2 separate regions of the Ovis canadensis genome follow, and region 1 is linked to region 2. Evidence: chromatin contacts called from public Hi-C data. All regions are on one chromosome and are shown on one strand. Each heading gives the region's core, a stretch centred on a gene start, on an enhancer-like site or on the middle of the called end of the contact. The rest is flanking DNA. Distances are from core to core; before and after follow the strand shown.

Region 1 (3,332 bases), core at 816-3,315, 150 kb before region 2:
GTGTCTGACTCTTTGTGACCCCATGGACTGTAGCCTACCAGGCTCCTCCCTCCATGGGATTCTCCAGGCAAGAGTACTGGAGTGGGTTGCCATTTCCTTCTCCAGGGGATCTTCCCGAACCAGGGATCGAACCCCGGTCTCCCACATCCCAGGCAGACACTTTAACCTCTGAACCACCCAGGTCTCCCACTTTCCAGGCAGACACTTTAACCTCTGAACCACCAGGGCAAAAGTACAATCATCAAATCTGGTGTCTGAAAGTCAGGAGTATGTGAAATGCCTAGAGAAAGGGACATAATGGATGGCTGTTTCCGAAATGAAACAAGAAGGTAAGGGAACCATGATATTATCCATTCATATGCAAAGAGAGAAAAGCAAAAGATGACATGCAATTTTATGCCCTCCTTCAGCTTTGAAGACATAATATAGTAAATGAGAACAAACTTAACAGATGAGAAAATTAACCATTACACGTCCCATGCCTTTTGTTCCATTGTGAGTTAGTAAAGAAGGGCCATCTTGCAAATCAGGATGTTGTGGATTTGAGTGATATCATCTATTTTGCCCCCAGAGACTTTTCAACCTTTCATGTTTGTGTCAATCTCCATTCAAAGTAGAGAATTAGAATAGCTGGGATTTAAAAAGTCATGTACCTTATGCTTGAGCAGTGATCTCTAATTTTGTCCTGGGATTATCAGCCAGTCACAATTTCAGATGACGGTTGGTTGGCTGTCGTCTTCTTTAACTCTACCAAAACACTTCTGAGAGAAGGCTTAAATTCTATATACTGGTTAGGTTGAAAAGAATAGACAAAAGAAAAACCGTAAAGTCACAACCTTAAGGAATAAATTATAATACAATTTTAAATGTTAAAACTGTAAATTCTCTATATGCAACCTATAAATAACGTAAAGTTGCCTGGCATATTAAATACATTCAGTATCTATTTCTTTCTAATCTTAAGGCATAATTACACAACCAAAATGCCCTGGAAAAAGCTCCTAATTACTGGGGATCAAATATTTTACTCAGTTACTTATTTCAACAATAAATTTAGAAAGCTCACTCATAAAAAGCTAACTGACCTGTTGCAGCATATCCATTCCTAGTTCCTGAACTTTTTATATTTTTACAGGGTTAGGTTTGTTTCGAGTAAGAGAGGGCCTTACTAATTTCAAAATCAAACAACGCTTTACTCTTAAAAAGGTTTTCTAGTCTCTATGTAATTTGTGCCCTTTACAGAAAAATCGGAGATAAGCAAAACAAAGTATGTCACTCACAATTCCATTACCTAAACAAAACTACCATGATTGGTTTTTAATTATATCCTATCACAATTCCTTCATATTTTTACCTGAAGACAAAGTTCCTAGCCTTCCCCCAACCCCGATTCGTACGCCCCCACCCACACAGTGAGGACTAGACACTACAGATGCCCATCTGTTTTTCAGCTTCTCCAGCCCAGTAATGAATTAACTAATGCAAGAGTCAGAGACCTGCAAAAGAACTTTGCAATAAAGAGGAAGGGGGAAGTGAAGGACCTAGTTATGGCAGAGTTTTAGACATTAATACAGAGAAAGGAGTTACCATCCACCAGATACACACCTCTCGTGCACCTCAATTTCGGACCCCAGGTGCAAGCGCCCTCCACACTTGAAGGAATAAATATTATTCTTCTTCCTTCCGAAAAGGATCCACCGGGCATGATATTCGGATCAGACCCGCACGGCGCCTGAAGCTGAGGGCACGTCACAGCCACCCGCACTTCCCTTTCCTCGTGTTTTCCCCTCGCTCACCCTTCCTCGCCCTACCCGGTGGCCCGCCTCTGGCGCCACGCTTCCCCGACCCTCCGCCGCGGCGAGCGCGGGCCCGGCGGGGCTCGAACAGCCGGCGGTCCCCGGGAATCAGGGGTCGTCCCCGCCACCCCCTGGGCCGCTGGCGCCGCAGCCACCTCCGCTGAGCACCGGGGCAAGAGCGCGGCAGCGACCCCCAACCGCCTCCCCTTCACCTCGCCGGGGACGATGGGTCCGGACCCCAACTCACGACTCACCTCCAGGCCGGAAGCAGGAAGGCGGAAGCCGCGACTCTCCCAACCCGCCCACAGGCCGGCCCTCGCCCGGATCCGGCCTGAGGAAGTCGCGGGGCCAGTTTCCGGCTGCGCCATTGCTGCGTGGGTCCCGGGAAAGCGGGGAGGGTGGGGCGGCTCCTGGGTTTCCGGGGAGAGGCAGGTGAGGCCGCTCGAGGTGAGCGGCGGCGCCCGGCTGGTGTCTGGCCCGAAGCCCGAGGCCTGCGCCTCCTGCCTGAGGCGCGGGTGAGCTCCGGTCTCTGGGAGCCGGTCTGGAAGCGCTGAGGACCCCCTACCTTTGCCCCCGAGGTCATCCGAACAGCCGCTCCCCTGCGGGAGCCTGGCCAAGGGTGGAAGGCCCTGGTGGGTGAGGTCCGTGACCCCCGGAGACTCCGACCAAGGAACGGCGGCCAAGAAAGGAGTTGGTCCCCACAAACCGCCCAGAGTCAAGGTGAAGGTCACACCCAGCGACTCCTGAAGGATTCTAGCGAGTTCCTCTGGGTCACATCCACTCTTTGACCCTCTCCTCTTCTGGCTGGACGATAGTTAAAGCCTCACGTCGAGGAGACCAAGCGCAGCAGGACCGTGGTGGAGCCACTGAACGTTGTTTCTAAGGGGAAATGCAGCCATGCTGCGTGAAGAAGTTTCTGCTGTTTTCAATTTAAGAACCTCTTCACAAAAGAATGATCGATATTTGCCCAAAGTAAACTTGAAAAATAACCAAACTGTGTGGGCATAGAGTTCCCATAGAGGTACTTGTTCTTTCAGTGCACAAATAAAGAGATTCAAAAGTCAACAAGCAGAAAGAGTGAGTTCTCATTGTCTTCTAATCTACAGGAACTGAGAGATTAACTCGGGTTTGCTTGGTGATCAAGTTTTGTGATCTCTTGCACTGAGCTGCTCTGTTTGACTACCTCTTCAAATGTTGCAAGACCTCTTCACTGGTGTGTGCCAAATAAAGCAGGTTTTTATTCTTGAAAGACTATAGAATGTTCTCTTTGAGGAGCAGGCTGTGACATGTATAACTAGTTTAGGGATAACAACAGTAACCATTATTTACCAGGGAACAGACTTTTGGCAAATAATCTAATGATCTAAAATACTGTTTGTTGGGCATATGTTAATGTTTGTATGTTGTATTAGTAGCAGTTGTTTTCTTACTCATTCTTGTTTGAAAACTTGGATGATGGTTTCAAAGCTTGTGCTGCTTGGACCTAGCCTGTACCTGTAGTAGCCAGAAAAAGCAGACTCAGCCATTGGATTGTGT
Region 2 (3,471 bases), core at 400-2,899:
CGTGTCAAAGGAGATACGGTTTATCTTCTAAAATAGCCACAGTATCAGTGACACGGTTTACAGGAAAAACAGAAGGCAGGGCAAAGAGTAGGGATGTCTCTAACGTGGTAATTAAGGCTGTGTTTTGGATCCACATTCGACCGAGTCCTGGAGAGTACGAAGAACAATGTCTGCAGCGTTCCTGGCTCACAGGGGACTCGCTTCTTTGCCTTCGCCGGCGCCCCGGCCCCAGCAAGCTGCGCTCTGCGCCCGCCCGCCCCCACGCAGCCTTACCCCAGGAGGATGGGGCGGTCGGGCGCCGCCACGGCGGCAGAGAGCCCGGCGTGCGTCCCGAGCGCCAGGGCTCCCCGCAGCCCGGGGTCGAGGCTGGCCGTGGACTCAAAGGTGCACCGAGTGCGCTCCCAGCCACCATCCGCCGCCGAGCGGCCGGGGCGCGCCGTCTGCAGCCGGCTGGACTGTGCGCGCGCGCCTGTAGGGTGTGTGCGCGCGCGCCCGTGTCGTGTGTACTCACAAAGGTGTGTTTGCTAAATCCACTACCCGGGTGTGCCTTCCACCTCGAGCCGGAGCACGCCCGGGCCTGGAGCGGGGTCCCGGTAGAGAGGCCGTGGAGCCGGCATCCCCGCCCGCGGGGCTGAGGCGCACGAGGGCGGGGCGGCTGCGGCCAGCTCGAGACGCGCGTCGCACAGCTGCGGGACAGGTTCCGAGCGCTCTGCGCGTTTTCGGACACTTTGGCAAGCTTGGAAGCCGAGACTGAGCGGAAGCTGAGACTCGCTCGGGGTAGAGCGTGCTGCAGACAAGAGGAGCAGCGGAGCTGGTGCTCTTCTCCGCCTTGGTCTGCAAAAGTGAAATGGAAAACAGCCGACTACCGCAGCCTCCTCCCTCTTCTCCGGCGCCGCAGCCCGGGCTGGGGGTGGGGGGAGTTCCTCTGGGCTGACTGGAGGGGAAGCAGGCGGCCTCAGCCGCACCTCCTCCGCCTTCCTCACCACCCCAGTCCCCCGGGTTCCACGCCGCATTTCTTTGTTTTGAAAGCGCCTCCTCCGCCCAGAGGCTTTTCCCCCGGCGGGCCGGCTCTGGCGGGGGTGGGGGTGGGGCCTCAACTCAGGGTCCCGCCCCCCACTTACCCGGACCCCTTTCCCGTGCTCACCTCCCATCTACTCTTCCCTCCCCGCAGCGACCCACGAGGCGCGTCCACACTTGCGGGACATCAAAGGGAAGCAGGGAATTGGAGGGGGAAGTTGAGCAGGCAGGGGGCGCGGAGACCCATGCACCCTAGGCCATGCCTGGCAGCCCGCCCCCTCCCCCGGGAACCCCGCCTGAGCCCCGCCCCCCGCGTCACAGCAGCCTGACATTCTCACAGCCCGTCGGGCACCCAACCCCACCGCCCCCGCTACCCCCGTGTCCGCCGAGTGCTCTATTTATGTTTCAGCTCAGCGATTTGCATAGGCCCCGCCCTTGGCCCTAGGTCCCCCTATCGGTGCCCCGCCTCGGCCGCGACGTCACGGCGAAGGCCCCACCTCTTGTGCCCGTACAAGGAGCGGCGGGCCCTAGATGGCAGCGTGGCGTCGCGGCGGCGTGTGCGTGTCGCGCTTCCTTGTGCCGTTTATAGGGTCCCGGCACTTCCGCTGTCGGGTTAGAAGCGGCGCGGTCATGGCGGAGCGCGGACAGCAGCCTCCTCCCGCGAAACGGCTCTGCTGCCGGCCGGGCGGCGGCGGCGGCGGCGGCGGGGCCAGCAGCGGCGGCGGAGGAGCGGGTGGCGGTTATAGCTCTGCCTGTCGGCCGGGCCCGCGGGCGGGCGGCGCGGCGGCAGCGGCGTGCGGAGGCGGCGCGGCACTGGGGCTGCTGCCGCCGGGCAAGACCCAGAGCCCCGAGTCGCTGCTGGACATCGCGGCGCGCAAGGTGGCTGAGAAGTGGCCGTTCCAGCGCGTGGAGGAGCGCTTCGAGCGCATCCCGGAGCCGGTGCAGCGCCGCATCGTCTACTGGTCCTTCCCCCGCAGCGAGCGGGAGATCTGCATGTACTCGTCCTTCAACACCGGCGGCGGCGCCGCGGGCGGCCCCGGCGACGACAGCGGCGGCCCCGGCGGCGCGGGCGGCGGCGCGGGCGGCGCGGGCGGCGGCGGCTCCTCGTCCTCGCCGGCCGCCACCTCGGCCGCCGCCGCCGCTGCCGCCGCCGCCGCCGCCGCTGCCGCCGCCTCCGGGGCCGGGGCCCCGTCGGTGGGGGCCGCCGGGCCGGCGGACGGCGGCGATGAGACACGGCTGCCCTTCCGCCGGGGCATCGCGCTGCTGGAGAGCGGCTGCGTAGACAACGTCCTGCAAGTCGGTGAGTCACGGGGCAGTCGCGGGGTCGTCTCTCCGTCCGTCAGTCCCTGGGGGGGGGGGGACGCCAGCCCCCTCCCCTCTGGGCAGCCCCTCAGCGCAGCGCGCGCCCGCACCCCGCCCGATGCCCTCACTGGCCGGGACAGTCCTTCTGAACGAAGCGCCCATTTCCTCTCCGCCCCTCCCCGCCCCCTGTCTCCCCGGACGGGCCAGCGTGAGTGGGAAATGAATCAGCAGGACGCGCCCCTCCGCGGGGTCCGCCGGGTGGGTGTCGGGTGCCCCCGGCCCGCTCCGTTCCCCGCCCTTCTCCCGGGGAGCACGTCCTGGAGAGCTGCTGACCCGTGTTGGGGGGAGAATGTGGACAAAGGCGCGGGTGGCCGGCCGGGCTCCGGCGGAGGGTGTCTGTGGTGGGGCCGTGCGGGGCGGGGGAGGGGGCGCGGGCCGCACAGACAATGCCGGCCGGGGCCGAGCCGGCGGCCGGGCCGCGCTCTGCGCTCTGCCTCGTCTCTCCCCTAGCCTGTCACTCGCCGGTCTTTCTCCTCTGCACCCCCCTCCCCGCCCCCTCCATTTGAGGGGAGGGAAATACATTTTAATGCCACTCGGCGGCCGCTCCTCTCAGGGCTTCGACGGGCTGGCGGCCGCGGCGTTCCGGGGGGCCGGGAGAGTCGCTGCGGCGTCTGGGCTGGCCCGGGCGAGCTCCGCCGGCCGCCCCGGGATTTAAATGTCCTTCCTTCCGCTCCTCTCCGTCTCGGGGTGCGCGGGCGTCAGGCTGGACCCCTTTCCTGAGGGACCTCTCCTCCCGAGGACGCCCGCGAATCAAAGGGTGCGAGCCCGTGGCAGCTGGCTCTTCCCCATACCGGGGGACCGCGGCGTGCCCGGGGCTCCCGCCGGCGGAGTTCGGTTTGCACCGGGGAGGGGGCCGGGTAGGGCTCCGCGCGAGCCGCGGGGAGCTGTGGCCGGCGGCGGCCGGAGCGCGAGGCGGAGGGGCTTGGCGTCGGCTCCCGCGTCCCTCCCGGCGCGGCCGCCTGGCAGTCGGGCACGACCCCGCACTTTGTTCTCGTTTTCAGGCTTATTTGTGCCCCTTTCAGTTTTCTGTCACCCTCCGAAAAGGGGAAACCAAACAAAAGAGTCTCTTTATTTCTTTTCAGGGCTTGTAAA

The links. A called contact is a pair of places that touch in the nucleus more often than the background predicts.
Region 1: a contact with region 2 is called in a Hi-C map of fibroblasts, with 3 times the contacts expected there. The contact joins the promoter of SMIM15 here to the promoter of LOC138421956 in region 2. A contact is called at or near these places in 2 of 2 Hi-C or Micro-C datasets (fibroblasts and lung).

What each region holds. Positions count from the first base shown.
Region 1 is chr16:31,220,599-31,223,930 of ARS-UI_OviCan_v2, reverse strand. It overlaps SMIM15 (small integral membrane protein 15), which reads right to left and starts at 2,065. Exons shown (of 3, transcript XM_069556473.1): 1 at 1,606-2,065; 2 at 654-787.
Region 2 is chr16:31,067,291-31,070,761 of ARS-UI_OviCan_v2, reverse strand. It overlaps LOC138421956, which reads right to left and starts at 1,649. Exons shown (of 6, transcript XM_069556460.1): 1 at 1,557-1,649; 2 at 512-1,092. The coding sequence starts at 1,649. It overlaps ZSWIM6 (zinc finger SWIM-type containing 6), which reads left to right and starts at 1,630. Exons shown (of 14, transcript XM_069556467.1): 1 at 1,630-2,317. The coding sequence starts at 1,648.